Linked DNA regions of Mus musculus: region 1 is linked to region 2. A link is a contact called in public Hi-C data. All regions are on one chromosome and are shown on one strand. The core of a region is the stretch at or near the end of the contact, and the rest is flanking DNA. Distances in the headings are between cores, read along the strand shown.

What was found. A called contact is a pair of places that touch in the nucleus more often than the background predicts.
Region 1: a Hi-C map of adipose-derived mesenchymal stem cells shows a contact between it and region 2, with 2.1 times the contacts expected there. The contact joins the enhancer-like site here to the promoter of Il1rap in region 2. A contact is called at or near these places in 6 of 39 promoter capture datasets (the 3T3-L1 cell line, hippocampal neurons, liver and 1 more), 1 of 15 datasets of contacts at CTCF or cohesin (CD8 T cells), 4 of 484 Hi-C or Micro-C datasets (the 3T3-L1 cell line, 3T3-L1-derived adipocytes, adipose-derived mesenchymal stem cells and 1 more), 2 of 115 datasets of contacts at active chromatin or transcription factors (bone marrow-derived macrophages and embryonic stem cells) and 1 of 9 other capture datasets (pancreatic islet).

Annotation. Positions count from the first base shown.
Region 1 is chr16:26,665,532-26,670,443 of GRCm38.p6, reverse strand. The region is part of intron 2 of Il1rap (interleukin 1 receptor accessory protein); the gene reads right to left. Among named protein-coding and RNA genes, the nearest start is that of Il1rap, 86 kb to the right of the region's middle. Within about 2 kb of position 1,288, at least 18 of the 459 cell types and tissues checked have an H3K27ac peak or open chromatin away from gene starts, as enhancers often do. A contact at or near this core is called in adipose-derived mesenchymal stem cells, where this site is marked.
Region 2 is chr16:26,579,361-26,583,741 of GRCm38.p6, reverse strand. It overlaps Il1rap (interleukin 1 receptor accessory protein), which reads right to left and starts at 2,037. Exons shown (of 11, transcript NM_001159318.1): 1 at 1,856-2,037.

The sequences.
Region 1 (4,912 bases), core at 39-2,538, 87 kb before region 2:
TCACCACTTAGGACTCTTTTCTGAAAAATTAAATGTTACATAAATTTTAAACTTCTTCCTTGAGATGGTTTTATGTTTATCTCTCTTAACATAAAAATTATTTTTAATCACCATTTGACAACTCTCGAAGTAGTCTTCAAAACCAGTGTGTATTCTTTTTCTACTCTGCATGATCTGCCTCTGGAATGGGGAGCTATGATTCTTTCAATTGGCATGGTTGTTTCTATCTCCCTAAATCTGAGCTAATACTGAGATTTATATGGCAGATACAGTGCAGCCACAGATCTTACAACCTACAACCATTTTGTTTTCGTCTAATCCTCTTATTATTGGAAGAGTAAATCTGGTCCAACTCAGAGCTGAGGTGAGCACCAACTTGTGTACATATGGGCCACAGCTAAAAGGACAGCTGTCTGGCCAAATCCCAAACCTACAACTGCCCAAAGCCAGCCCAGAATAAGTGCCTCAGGCAACCTATAGACTCATGAGCACAGCCACATATGTAACATTTAAGGTGAAGACTTGTCATAAATTTTTCAGGATTATTCCACAAACTATTTGCAGCAGTAAGTAACAGTCAACCCAACTATGTCAACAATTATTTTACTTTTGACAAGAGTCAAGAATTACATCTTTCTATCTCAGAAAAAAAAATTGACATCTAAACAGTTCTCCAGGAAATTGCAGACAGTCGTTTCCAAGACTCAGTGATGAGTAACTTTTAATCTTCTTTCATTAACTTTGCTTTTTGAATTCAGCAAGCAAGGAGAACTATAAAGTTCAAAGGCTGTTTACATCAATATGCATTTATGATATCTGTACAATATTACTTTTTTAAAGAAACATTTGTTCACACTCATTAATTACATTTTCATTAGTGCTATGAAGCTGCCAAATAAGCTTATTTACTGTACAGAAATTTACAACAGCTTCTCTGATAAACTTCACAGTTTTCACATGTGACCCAATTCCAGTACTTTCTCAAGCTTCTCTAAAACAAACATATTTTTTCCAAGATATGATCCAAAGTATCAACAAGAATAAGAGAGATGACTATGCCAATATTAAAGGGACACAAACTAACCAATTTAGCAGATTTCCAAACACAAACCTTAAGCAATCAAGGAAATGTTGGAGAACAAACTGAGCTGCAAGCCTGAAGGCAGCCAAGACCTAGAAACTGTCAGCACCATTACAAAGAATGTTGTTCACCCTACATACCGCCCTCCTCCACACATATTACAGTCAGTTCGAGTAAGAAGAGGCATGTGACTTACTTGGGTCAATACACAAATGCCATTTGTGGTGGGTGTTTTAATGGCTAGGTTGTATTTCATCAAGCTCTCTTCTGTCTTGTGAAATAGGACACAAAGACTGAGCCTCCCTTGTTTAGGTCCCTCCATGTAATGCAGGAGGTCTTCTAAGTCATAGAGACTGAGATTTTCTCATAATCACTACCATCCCTCTATTCTAACCTGGAAAATGAATCACATACCCCAAACACTAAATTTTTGTTTCTGTGGGGAGTGGTAAAAATAAAAAGGATTACAGGAAAACTTTCAATGAAGGTTAGAAAATTATCAATGAAGGTCAGAAAACTATCAACAAAGATTATATGCTCTGCTTCATTTCCTCTTCCCTCTCTGAGCAGCATTCAACACAGAACTAAAGGGTACGGGCATCTAGATTATTTATTTTGAAGACAGGGTGGTTACTACGTAGCTCTGGCTGGATCTGGGACTTGCCACATAGAGCAGAGATCTGCTTGCTCCCCAGTGCTAGGATTAAAGGCATGTCCACTATGATTCTTCATACTTTGGGACCAGGTCCTAAGCAGGAAAATGAAAGAATCTTCATTAAAAGGGCAAATATTTGAACTTGGGGACTCTTGAATTTATTGTGCAGCCACATCACCCAAAGGAGAGTTCCAAAGTTGAATCTCACATTCCCTTTTAGAATTTCTAATCAGCTTCTTAAATGTAATTGTAAAATCCAGGAAGATTCTACAAAAAAAAAAAAAAAAAAAAAAAAAATACTTCTCAGTGAAATAAAGGAATTTAGGGAAAATTCCGATTATTCAAGGAAAATATTTTAAAAGTGATTGTGTGTGATTCTTAACTTTAGAGGGGTAAGGAACCAGTCACAGCCCTGCAGAACGAGATCCTTGAACAGAAGTATATTCAGAGACAAAAAGAGTAACTAAAATTTTCGTGTAACTGCAAATGTAAAAACTGTAATAGATGGTGTGCTAGGAAGTTAAAATTGAGGTTTTCTTAAAAGGTAAAGTAAAAAAGGAGAGCATATAGCAAGTAGTGAAATTAGAAAGCCAGTCCAGGAAGTGCAGCATTTTCCGATACAAACCACAAAAGGGAAGAAATTAAAGAGAAAGAAGAAAACTTTCAATTCAACCACTCAAAGGAAAAAGTTCCAGGGCAGAAATACGAAAAATTCGGCTGCGAAGGTGCCTATCATTATGCTCATTGTGCCCCACCACAGGCAGTGAAAATAGACCTATACCAGTCAGGCATTCTGAAAACATTAGAATGAAAGAGATGACTCTATAAACTACAAAGAAGTATGAATGAAAACCGCTGCACACTGAAGAAGTAATGTGGGAAACAGCAGTGCTAGAGAAGCCTTCACATTGAAACTGAAGATTAGAAGAGAAATAATAGGCATACAGGAAGAAAAAGAATTTCCAGTCTTGACTCTAACGGCACAATCAAGTGTGAAGGCCATATTTGCAGACACATAAAACTTCCACGTGTTAATCCCCATGCTCTCGATCAGAAAGCCTCCGGGGTCTGCATGTCGTGAAAACGATAAATAAAAATACAAAGGGAACCCCAGGATCAGGATTGGGCGATTTGATTTAAGTGAGCAAAGTAACACTCTACAGTGTGGCTGGAAAGGTCTCAGGATAACAGCCTTGTGGCAGAGTTCAGTGAAGAACAATCTAGAGAGTGGAAATCAACGATAAGGGGAGGTAATCAAGTATCTGATGGATTACAGTGACATTATCACTGTAAAAAAAAAGAAGAAGAAAAAAGGTTTTCAGAAAAGCAAGAAAAAGGAAAGAAAATGAGTAAGAAGAGACAATCCAGAGCACATGGAAAATACAATTAATAAGTTCAAGAGTTAGAAAAGTAACCTAAAAATAGTAATATTGCAATGTAGGGCCTCATTATTTAAATCCTCATAATTCAATTACACATGCAATGGGTAGTGAGGAATAGGTAGGAAAAAATGGGAAGGTAGAAAGTGAAACAAGATAACTTTGATTTTATTACCACAAAAATCAAAATAGAATGCACTAGGTTGAGTAAGAAAATAGCAATGTACATAAATTTATAAGCAAAATGTAGATGGAACCCAGTTAAAGAAATAGATAAAATATTTAGAAGTGCCTTTGAGGAAGGTAACAGGAGGGGTCTAGGGATGCCATAAAATGTCTTACAATAATTGACAAAATAATTCTAATTACCTCATTTTCTATCAGGCAATTGAAAAAGATACAAAGATGGAAAGGAATGAAGGAAAGAAGGAGGGAAGGAAATAATAATGGAAGGAGGAAAGGAAGGAATAGAGGAAGGGAAACTAGAAGGGAGGGAGGGGAGATGGCAAGGAGAGACAGAGGGAAGATGTATTATCTAATACAACCGACAAAGCCTTCACCATTGCCAAATAATCTGAAAGGCACAAACTTTCTTTTAGAAAATATCTTCGTTTGTTTTAATTGTGTTCCTATGAATGGATATAACAGTTAGTTCACTGTTCAACTATAAAGCACATATTTTAAAGACAAAGAGACAGAAGGTTAGAACAGCTGAGTGAGGCTAGAACTTCACCATGGTGTGCCTGCTGTCTGGATGAACTCAGGAACCACAGCCTTATGTTTCCTAAAGGCACTCACAGTCTACTGATGCTCCCTCCCACAGGCAGCTTTATTGAAGCTCTGCTTTCATGACAAATAAATGATGGTAAAAGCAAGATTCTGAGATGAAAATTATCATTTTGATGTGGGAGATGTCTGACATTGTATGTTTCAAAAATAAAAGATGTAGTGGTTCAGCAATTACAAGTTTTCTTCTGAAGCTGAGAGACTCCAATGAGTAAAGGCTGCTGCACTGGGGAAGGTCAAAGAGCTTCTTTAATTGTCTGACCAATTTCATAATAGTGAATGGCACTAATCATATTAAAATTGTTCATGTTCATGCATGCATGCATGCATGTCGTATTTGGAGTTTTGTAGTTATGTTGCAAATAGTGAGGTGGCTGTAGTGATGTACATTGTTCATATCTTTTTTAAAAAGATGTATTTATTTATTATATATAAGTACACTGTAGCTTACCAAAAGTGGGCATCAGATCTCATTACAGATGGTTGTGAGTTACCACGTGGTTGCTGGAGTTGAACTCAGGACCGCTGGAAGAGCAGTCAGTGCTCTTAACTGCTGAGCCATCTCTCCAGCCTCCATCGTTTATATCTTTCAGAACACGGGTATTCTTAATTTAAGTATTTGCTCAATTGCCACATCTCTGAAAGAAGGCTAGAAAGTCATTAGAACAGTTAATAGCAACTGCTGGGAATTTGGGGAAGATTACACATGTTGAGGCGTGTCATGCATGGGTTTGAAGTTCTCAGAGAATATTCATGGGAGTAGAATATTTTCATTAAGGTGTTGGCCACTGTCTCTGATCCCTCACTCCAGACTCAGCAACTGTTTCTCACTTCACACAGACCCATTCTACAACCTACCTCATTCACAGAGCCCCACCCTGGATTGCAGATCAAAGGATCATCACTGGGAAATTGGACAGAAACAAAACACCTTGCTGAGAGTCAATTATAACTTCATTAATGAAACCCTTCAATATTATAACCTAGCACTGGTGCCTGCAGTTCTTTATA
Region 2 (4,381 bases), core at 788-3,287:
GTCATGCAAGTCAGGTGGAGGTATCTATGGAAGCTGCTTCATTTTAAAAGACAAGTAACACAGGAAGGCTCATGTGAGCATATGTGTGTGCTTGGGTTTAAATAAAGCCAATTAGTATCCAGAAGAGACTGAACTTACCCAGTGTTACTGAACAATATACAAAAATCCCCTTGCTTCTTGATATTAGCTACAGAATATGAAGTAGAGATGGACCAAAGAACAGGACTAGAAGGCTTGGGGCAATGGAAGGCATTGCTATAACTTCAAGCTTCTTCTCCTTGTCTTTTTCATCCTTTATCAAACATTAAAAACCTTCTTTGCCAATGCAGGATGCCTCCTATCAAGGCAGTTCCCAGGCTGGAGGCTTGACCTCAAAAGGAGGAGGAAATTCGCATTGCTCAAACATCAAATGATCAAGCGAGTCTACCTGTGGACCATGTTTAGAAAGCACTGTAAAGAACTGCTCGGGCCTGCCAGGTAAGGATGACTGCCCCCAAACCTGAACACCAGAAGAGTTCCACCCACATGGTGGAGAGATAGGATTCCTGAGAAATTTTCTTTGACCTCCACACACATGTGCATCATGTGCATGCACACACACACACACACAGTCCTTTGACCTCCCCACACACGTACACACATGTACCCACCTACACACAAAATTGAATGCAAAAAATATTTTTAAATGCTCAAACTCTAAAGGCTAAATATCATTCTACTTTTAGATTTAAAAAAAAAAGTCACACCAAGGTAGTAGAAAATAACCCTTCTCAAACCCAGTGAAGCCAATATTAGTACAGAGCAATATTTGCCAAAGTCGCCAGGCCAGGCACCACTCTGAACATGTCACTTGAACTGTTCTATTTCATCCTCCTAACTACCCCTAGGATTCACAGGGGGCATTCTAGTGTCCATTTTGCTACTTGAAATAGTCTCAGAAAGGTGAGCTAAACTGCCCAAATTTACACAGCCAACACAAGGCAAAGGCACAGACAGAAGATAACCTTTTCAGCTTATTGGTAACCATAGCTTATTGCATGGAAAAGCATCTAATGTTTTCCGTAGCGCCTTGGTTCACAATTTCACAATCAGTGGGTTTGCGGAGGGAAGGGAGCAACTGTCTCCTAATGGAAACAGCAGAAGTTCGCTTTCGTGTTTTTGATTTTCTCTTTAACTAGGCTTCCCTATTCCCAATTAGGACTTAGAGGTAGAAGGAGGCTTCAGGCACCAGCTGTTCTAAAGGACAGGCATCCCATGTCCTGCCCACCACCCCCACCCCTCAAGGAAAACAGTTCCTGCTATCTCCAAGGCTGGGAGAGTGGTGGCCAGCACCTGTAGTCTCTTCCTTCTTCCTGAACTCACTGCCTGAAAGAGACCCTAGGCAGGAACGTCCCTCAGAAGAAAAAAAAAAAAAAAAAAAAAAAAAAAAGCAGGTCAGGAAAGGAGCTAGCAAGGCTGCTTGCTGGCAGCCTCTCCCCAGGGCTGTCATAGCTGGGACTGCGAGCTACGATGTGATGGAGTGGGTGTGCTGGGACACAGCCTCCTGCTCGCCTCAAGCTTACAGCGGCACTCCTGAGAACCCTAGGCACAAGGACCCTGAAATAGATCCCTCAAAAGCCTGAGAACCCGCACAGCCCCGGGCGAAATAGGCCTCCAATTTGCTAAGTTCGAACCCCGACCGCCCTACTAGTTAGTAGTGTGATTTGTTTAGCCTGGCCACAGTCTCGCTCCGTGTCTCAGTTTTGCTGTCTGTAAACCAGAAGGGTTGTGGAAGACGATCTACAAGAATTCCTACTACCCGGAGTTACTGCGGCTGGCCATTTCAACCCAGCCCTCCCTGCAGAGCAAGACTCACCTTATCGGGCCAGCCCAGCAGGCTCGGCGACAGCGACCAGATGGATGCAGGGTGGCCGACCACTGCCTCTTTCAGCGCCCTGGTCCAAGCCGAACCTAGGAAAGCCAGATGCTGGCAGCCTTCCCCGACTAGCCTCTTACTTTCCGCCGCACTTTCTTTTTCCCCCTCCGGAGCTCCTCCCCCGCCACCGCGCGATTGGCCCTGGGATCCAGTCACAGACTCCACCCACGCGGTGAATCGCGCTCCGCCCGCGATCCGGGCTTCCCAAGGCTAGGGTTGGGGCCGCACGCGGGGCAGTCCCGCCCGCCGCGAGGAGGAGCCGCGTGGGGTCCGCCCGCTGGCGGATGCCAGGCTGCGCTGGGTGCCACCGCGTGGGCCACTGGGGCTGGGGCGGAACGTGCAAGGAAGGGCTAGCCCTGCAGCCGGTTGGTCTCAAGACCAAAATACTCAGAGCAGGTCCAGAGCCTCTGCACACCTAAGCGCACCGTTGTGCTCCACTGAAGATCGCGGTCCTGCAACCCAAGTGGGTCCTAGCCTACGGTTCCTTTGGTCTGTGTATTCACCTGTCACATACTAATGGCCATGAGTCGATTAAGGCTGCACCCCAGAGAACCCACCATGTGTCGAGTTCCTAGAGCAACAGGAACCAGCGGCAGCACAGCCTTCTCCTTAGTCAGGAGCCCTATCTTGCTCTGCTAGAAGTAGGGGACACAGGAAAGAGAGCACCCATCATGACAGTAGGACATTATCAGTATCGTCCACTATCATAATCAGCCACTAGTATAATGAGAGGCAAAAAAGCTAGCATTCAAGACGAATAAGCTGACAAAGAAGAATGCATTGGTGATTGAATGGAATAATCGATTACAGAAGAAAATAATTTTCTATTCCGTCATTCTCCTATCACCGGGTCCTTAGAAAAGCTTTAGCTGCCATCTCTACTATACACTGCAGTTATGTAATCATCTGAGGATCTGTATAATGGTCTTCCTTACATCAGTTTCCTTGTTCAAAAGCCTCCTCGAGAACAAGGCCCTTCAAACACGGTCCTCATTTCAGAGTATCCCCAACAAAGGCAATCTGCCAACCATACTTGTCTCTTCTCACAGGCCTTGCTCCTTGCCACCTCCTTGTCTGCCCCACCCTCAAACTACTTAACTGTGTCTTATTAATTTGTTTATTTGAGAAATTGAGTCCCAGATGAAGCAATTAAGCAATGAGGAAAGGGGTGTAAAAGGAAAGGGTGTGTGTGCTTGGGAACAAAATAAGAGCCAAGAAAGGTCAGCCTTCCTAAAGATGCTGGCTGTTCAAACCTTGCACACTTCCGTGACACTGCTGTAACCAAAACACCTGAAAGGACAACTTAAGTGATGGAAGCAACTACTTTGACTCTTCTGCTCCAGTACCTTTGTGTTGCATTGTGGGAAGAGGAGAGGCTGATCACTTTCTGCACCAGCAAAAGCACAGGGAAGGAAGAAGGCAAGGGACCAGATAGAACTGTCACATCCGTGCTGCACCAACCTCCTTCCTCCAAACTAGAGCTCGAACCTAAATTTCCAGACTCTCCCGAAACAGACCAGTTATTCAACACACAAACCTATGGGGGAAGAGTTCATATTCACACTGCAATACCTTCCTAAAAGAACTAACTGAGATGCTTCTGTGTCTCCTGACCTCAAGACAATTGAGCCGTTACATTATTATTTTATGTATGGATATCTGACACATACTCCATGCCCATAAGATTGTCACTGATGCAAAGAAGAAATGATCTAGGACATTTTTTAAGTTACTGGTGATAAGCACAAATAAAATTCTTTGATTTCTTCCTCATTCATTAAACATATTCCAGGCATCAACTTTTCCTTTTAATGTAGTACACTTATTAAGCACTACACTAATGATTTTGTAGGTTATCTACAAAATAGAAGGCATAAATCAATCACAATGGCCTCAGATATATTAATTCACTCAACTCTCACAGCAACAGATAGGGTGCCATGCAAAAGATGTAAAGAAAGTTTAAATAATTTTCTCAATGCTTTCAATCTAAAAGTAGAAGATACAAAAGTCAGGACCCAAGCAGTAAGCATCGACTTTCCAAAACATTCACCTGGATGAACTACCTTGGGCTACCCAGAAGCCAGGAAGATTATGTCAGTTGCCAATGGACCTAGATATTATCCTGGGCAATTAGCAACTGCACATAACATGGAGATGGAAGGAATTTTACAAACACAGCATATTATTTTATCCTACATAAATAGTAGAAATAAAATAGTTAGCCAAATCTATATATTCATATAATAAGGCATTTATTATCATGATTACTACATCATGAGTGTATATCTGAAAAAAAAGGGCTTGGATTATAATGGGATAAAGCAAAAGTTAAATAGACATATGGATAACAACTGAAAGGAATGTGAAAACCAATGCAGTGTGGGTTATGTCATCGATTAGGATGTTATCACTAATATGCCACTGTCAAGGTCCCTAATGACCTTGTTAGTGTTCAGTGGTCAC